Linked DNA regions of Mus musculus: region 1 is linked to region 2. A link is a contact called in public Hi-C data. All regions are on one chromosome and are shown on one strand. Each heading gives the region's core, a stretch centred on a gene start, on an enhancer-like site or on the middle of the called end of the contact. The rest is flanking DNA. Distances are from core to core; before and after follow the strand shown.

The links. Hi-C and Micro-C count contacts between places; a contact is called where the count stands out from the background.
Region 1: a contact with region 2 is called in a Hi-C map of gonadal supporting cells, with 1.6 times the contacts expected there. The contact joins the promoter of Rock2 here to the enhancer-like site in region 2. A contact is called at or near these places in 1 of 39 promoter capture datasets (cranial neural crest) and 11 of 484 Hi-C or Micro-C datasets (the C2C12 cell line, Sertoli cells, embryonic fibroblasts and 6 more).

The regions. Positions count from the first base shown.
Region 1 is chr12:16,893,495-16,896,704 of GRCm38.p6, reverse strand. Rock2 (Rho-associated coiled-coil containing protein kinase 2) reads right to left here and starts at 1,727. Exons shown (of 33, transcript NM_009072.2): 1 at 1,375-1,727. The coding sequence starts at 1,515.
Region 2 is chr12:16,722,473-16,725,547 of GRCm38.p6, reverse strand. Greb1 (gene regulated by estrogen in breast cancer protein) reads left to right here. Exons shown (of 35, transcript NM_015764.4): 7 at 608-790; 8 at 2,114-2,257. Among named protein-coding and RNA genes, the nearest start is that of Ntsr2, 71 kb to the right of the region's middle. Within about 2 kb of position 1,282, at least 10 of the 459 cell types and tissues checked have an H3K27ac peak or open chromatin away from gene starts, as enhancers often do.

The DNA of each region.
Region 1 (3,210 bases), core at 478-2,977, 170 kb before region 2:
GAAATGTAAAAACATTTCTATCTGGGATTGAAAATGATCCTGGTGAATACTTGAGATTTACAGAGACTATTTTTAACTGAACTTTCTGGCCTAGGATCAAAGTTTTGCTAGCAAAATACCAAAGTGAAAATCCTGGCAGTGACACCAGAGAAGCTTTGCTTTATCTACAAAAAGGCTATGAACTCCAAGCAATCCTGCTCTGAAGACTTCCAAAATACGTCCCACAAGAACACAGGAACCCACTACCAAACAAAAACACTCCCCCCGCCCCCAAAAGTCAAAATCTCTATATTTACACATCCTATAGAGCGATACCCACACTCTAGTCAGTTCCTGCGCTGTGGCCAAACAGAACTGAGTCACTCTGCAAATGATTCCAGAAACCTCAAAGGATAACCAACGGCCTCAGAAGAAAAGTTAGTCAGTGGAAAGGGAGGAGACAGTTTTTCTCATCACAGAGTCACTAGGCTTCTCCTAGCAGAGCTCAGGTCTGACATGCTTTTTGGCACAGAATGCCTGATCACCCACCCTAAGTCTAGACCTCCAAAGCTAATAGCCGGAGTATCTTTTTTTTTTCCGACTTCTCCTCAGGGTACACGTTCACACCACTTTTTCCCATAAATGCAACTCTAGGTGCACACTAATCAAATTCGTTTGCCAAGCATAATCGCTTCCCTCAACACGACCAGAAGTATACCAGCATTCTACATGGCATTTATTGTAAATCGTGTTCTTTTCTTAACCGAGCTCCAGTTAGCTGCCTTTTCCAAGGCTCTTAATTTGGATTTTGAATGCTATGGGAAAGACAAGATGAAGGGGAGAGATTTATCCCATTCTACAATTCAGACTCATTTCTTGGCTTCAGAGCAACAATCTCCGGAAATTTAATTTACATAAATTCAAATGTACTAAATAGCTACTATGGAATGTCCAAGAGCAACTGAAAGCAGCAAACTTGAGCTAGCTGTGCGTTCCCAGCTTCCTGACGAGCTCTTTGTCGTGTGCCCCCGGTGGTACTCCCAATAGGAAGAGCGTCGGGTTTCTTTCTCCCTGGGTTTTCACCCTAGCTCCCACACTGCGTGACACTTTCAAATTGGGTAGCCCAGTGTAGGAAGCACAGCCAATCCTCCACCTTTCCGCCCCAAACCAACTGGGTAGGCGGGAAGGAGACCAGGGGTGTTTCCTCCCTGCGCGCTCCAAGAACGGGGGCGGCCGAGATGACACTCGCTCGGCAGGGAGGTGGACCCGAGAATCCCAGGTGGGGTCTCCACTCTGGAACCTGGGTCTCCAGCTCCCCGGGCAGCCGGAAGCGGGGCGGGTGGGCCGAGGGGGGACCAGGCAGGGCGGGGAGTTCCCTCCCTAGCCCGCACCTACCAGCAGACTCTCCACGTTGATGGGCGAGCGAGGGTCTCGGATGAGCGCCTCCAGCTTCCTCTGACGGCCGGCGCCCGCCCCGTCCCCCGGCGCGGTCTCGGGGGCGCCGGGCATTTTCCCCGTCGGCGGGGGCCGGCTCATGCCGCTTCGCCGGGCCTAGCGCCGCCCGCGGAACCTCCGCCCCGGCACGCCGCGCGCCGCTGTCTGAGGAGCCGCCCGGCCCGGCCGGGAGCAGCGAGGCACACGGCGTCCCCGCCCCTCAGCCGCACGCGCGCCGCCCGGCCCGTAGCGAGCTCGCCAGGACCCGGCGGGCGGGAGCGGGGAAGGGGCGCCCGCGCCGCACCACCCCGCCCTCGGGGCTCAGGCCGCTAGGGCCGTCGCCCGTCCACCCGCATATCGCCGCCGGCCGCCTCGCGCGCCCACACGCCCGCTCCCCTCACACGCAGTCGGAGCCGCGTCCCTACTCGGCCGCGCGCCGCCGCTACCCACAAGCCCCTCCGCCCGCGGTCGGCTGCGCGCGGCCCGGCCCCGCCCCGCCCACCCCGGCGCGGCCCCGCGGCACGCCCCGCCCCTGGCCTCCGGCCACGCCCCGCCACCGGGCTGAGCAGCCAGGCTTCTTTTCCGTTCCCGCCGCCTGGCTAGTCTCCCTGCCTCGTCGGGCCGGTTCGCGGGACTGGGAGGCGGGACGGATGGCAGCGCGGTGCCCCGTGGTCCCCGTCGTGTGTCCCACGTCGCCGGCCGGACCCAGAGGCCTAGTTGACGTCCGCGCCCCCCGCCCGCTGTGTCCCGCTGACTCAGCGCGCAGCTATGCAAGCCGCGCCGAACTGCTGCGCCCCGGGTCAGCGCCCTTCCCAGGCCTGGTGCGCCTGAGGCCTGCGCCTGGGGCTCCCAGGGGGCGGGGAGGCCGCGCCCCTAGCCCGCGCTAAGAGTGTGGGACTCGTTTGAATCCTGTTGAGTCCCGGAGCTGGGAGGCCTGGAGGAGTTGTTTCTGCCTCCGGGTCATAAATCCTAAACTCTCAGAAACCTTTGTGCCCTTCCCTGACCAAGGTGCCCGCCTGGCCTTAGACCTTAGACACTGGCCAGGCGGAGGGAACAGGAGGCAATAAGGAAGCGCTTCTGCATCCGCGGGGCCCTTGCTTTTGGAGAGTGAAAGAGAGGGGCTGCTTCTCCGCATTCCTGCCCTCTCCTTGCCCCCTAGCCATTGGTCAGATCCTCTCAGGGCGCAATCGGAAAACTATGTGCCAAGAGCTATAAAACTGTTCACAGAGCCCCTTTGACCCAGTAAGGCCATTTAAGGAAGTCCAAGTGTAAGGAAATGATCCGAAAAGAGGAGGACTTTGCGTGGAGATGTTTACAGCAGGGCTATTCAGAATGTTCGCAATGACCAAAACCCTGGGAGTGGACCCAATCTTCCAGCAGCTGAATAATCCAAACAAGCTCTTGTCATATTCACGGGAAGAATCCTACGGGTATTGCAAGCCGGTTGAGACTAGGGAAAATTTACCGGAAGTGAAAAAATGCAAAGGGGATTATGAACACTTTGAAATGAGCAGCTAAACAAGTGAGAGAACACACTTGCTCCTAACTGAATGGGATTTTCCCCCCACTTCTAAAGATGTCAAGTAGGGTGGTGGCCTCATAGGTCTTTAATGCCAGCTCTGGGGAGAGACAGAGGCAGGAGGGTTTGAGGCTAACCTAAGTCTAGAGAATGAGTCCCAGGACAACCAGAGCTACACAGAGAAAACTTGTCTTGAAAACAACAACAAAAAAATGCTAAAAAGCATATTGAATTTTTAAATTTGAAAACTTGTACTTATGGAAGCTAGAGTGTAATGC
Region 2 (3,075 bases), core at 33-2,532:
CTGTCTTAGTTAGGGGTTCTATTCCTGCACAAATATACCAAGAAGCGAGTTGGGGAGGAAAGGGTTTATTCAGCTTACAATTCCATACTGCTGTTCATCACCAAGGAAGTCAGGACTGGAAGTCAAACAGGTCAGGAAGCAGGAGCTGATGCAGAGGCCATGGAGGGATGTTACTTACTGGCTTGCCTCCCCTGGCTTGCTCAGCCTGCTCTCTTATAGAACCAAGACCACCAGCCCAGAGATGGTCCCACCCACAAGGGGCCTTTCCCCCTTGATCACTAATTGAGAAAATGCCTTACAGTTGGATCTCATGGAGGCATTTCCTCAACTGAAGCTCCTTTGTGTCAAGTTGACACAAAACTAGCCAGCCAGTACAGCCCCCAAGAGGATGAATCTCTCAAGCTTGCCCAGACTCTCTTCTGGGGTCCAGTCTCTTCGGTCTTGTTGAGTCAAGGGTGTCTGGACTCCCTGGTCTGATTACCAGGACAGGTTCTCTGCCTCTGGCACTCTCTGGGTGATGGTCTGAGGTTCAAGTTGTTTGAAGAGGAGGCTGGAGGGGAGTTGAAAGGGAGACAGAGAGGCTCATGGCATGCTTCTTTCTGCCCAGGTTTCTCTGGGAACTGTGTTGGCTGTGGAAAGAAAGGCTTCTGCTATTTCACCGAGTTCTCCAACCACATCAACCTGAAGCTGACCACCCAGCCCAAGAAACAGAAGCACCTCAAGTACTATCTGGTTCGGAATGCACAAGGGGCACTGACCAAAGGACCTTTGATTTGCTGGAAAGGCTCCGGTGAGGGAGGGGCTGCAATCTGCAGGGGCAGAGGGGAAGGGAGCTGGGTATGCATTCCCAGTGGGCATTGTGAGGCTAGGAGGGGGTGGGATCTCTGTACAGAGGTACAGGCCATAGCAGGAGGCTACTGAAGATAGATGCCTCTTGGGGATGGTTATAATTACAGACTCACTGGGCTGGGTAAACACTAGCAGAGGACCACCTGGTACTGAGCCTCTTTTTGGTGGGTATTAGGGACAGTGGTTCTTGTTCCCAGGGGACATTTATCACTGCCTGGAGATGCTCCTGATCATAAAGACTAGAGGCGGCTGCAGGCACTTCCAATACTGCTAAGCACCCCACAGTGTGTAAGACAGTCCCCAGCAAGAGGCTCCTGTTCTCAAGGTGTCACAGGGAGGAGGCTGAGAATGTTGAGTTTGAACAATGCCAGCCATCACCCTCTGCATCCCTGAACCCTGTGACCAAAGAGATAGCTCTGTAGTGCTGATCCCCAGGGGTGAGTTCGGCTTCACCAGGAAAGGCCGCAACGTGGCCCCTCAGCCTCCCTTGTATCTCTATCCACTGTGTTAAATGAGGAAGGGCACTGGCTGTCCTCGTCCTGCCCTGGGTGGTAGAGCATGCCCAAGAAGGAACTTCCCAGATGTAGTCGGGAGAGCTGTCCTTTCCCTCCTACTTTTCCGAATCTCTTGGAATCTTCCACACTAGTTCTTTGAGTGGAAGGAAGAGGTCCCGGGTGTGAGTGGCTGAGTGCTGTTCCTCTTTTCCTCTCCTCCTCTTCCCCTCTCGTTTTCTCTTCATCCTTTGCTTTATTCTGTGGCTGCTTAGTAAGTTCCCACTATGTATCAGGCAGTTCCCAGGCCCCGTGGGTGAAGCTGCTCTTCCCAATGGGCCCAGTTCTCTATCTTGCTCACAGTTCAGCACTGTTGCTGAGGGTTGGGGGAGGGGCAGTGTTCATGAAAGAGGATGTGTAGGGGTGGAGGGAGGTACTGACTAGTTTGTGCCCCGAGGCATTACTCTGTAGCTCCTTGGATGTTAAGCACAGAGCTGAGATAGCTCAGTTTCTTAAGTTGTATTTCTTGCTCCTCCCACTGGGCACTTTATTCTCTCTGTGGTTAGAGTCTTGGCCATCAGGCAGGGAACAGGTTATGGAACATGGCACCTCTGCCCTGCAACACACAGAAGCAGAGACTAGCGTGGCGCCGGCATCCTTTATAAATACTCTTGTGCCCCTCTCTCCTATAGACAGTTCTGCTCCAGGAAGTCATTCTGCAGCCATTGGAGAAGAGCCAATTAGATTTCACACGTGCTTCTTGTTTCCCTTAGAGTTCAGAGGTCGGCAGAACTCCACCAACACCTGCTCCAGTTCTCTCTTCCCACCGCTGGAGAGCTCGGGGTCCCTGGCTGCCTTCCCCACTGAGCCTGTTCCTGGGACAAACCCCAGTGTCCCAGTGGGAGCTCAACAGGCAGGTGAGACCTCAGAGTGGTGTCCCAGGTGCTAAAGCCACACACCTGGCGTCGGCATTCTTCAAAATAAATAAAGACAACGCTGTGTGTTGTCTCATTCTATGTCATTTTGAGTTTAAATTTCACTTTGCATGTTGTTGTTCTGTGTCATTTTGAATCTGTAAGTTTTAGCAACAAGTACATGTTGGCTTTCATTGGGAAGGCTTGCCTGCTCTCCTGTTTGATAAGGGATGTGATTCCCCCAGTGGTGGGATTCCGTATCAGAGTCCATCTGCATACTTAGTTCACTGGATGACAAGCACCAAGCCAGCATTTCAGGTGGATTTCTAGCCGGGTCTGAGGTTAGATCTGGTCATTTATTCCATGATGGGTATGCCTATTCTGTATGTGCACCTAAGACTCACCATGCCCTGTGAACAGTGGCATGTTTGGAAAATGGAGGCTCATGGAGGCTGAGGCTTGCCCAGGATCTCACAGGGATGGAGGGGGTCGGAGGGGAGGCACGCTTGCACATCAGGTGTTTCTGTTTCACACATGTGGTCCTGACCGTCACACAGAAGATGTCCGTAAGTAAGCATGGTTGCTGTTGCCTAGAAATGTCAGCCTTTCTGAGGACTCAAAGGTCACTGGTGGTTTTCATTTCTCTTGCCCAGAAAGTCGGTGCAGTATATTGCCCAGGGAGTGGAGCCAGGGTCCTGGGCTCTGCTCTAGGACCCATCTGTCACTGGCTGGAACATGCTGTCCTTCCGAGGCTCTAAGCTCCCTTCCACAGCTGGCCTCTGGCCTCTTCCTCCAGGCCCTTCACTCCCTTTTTCACTGTG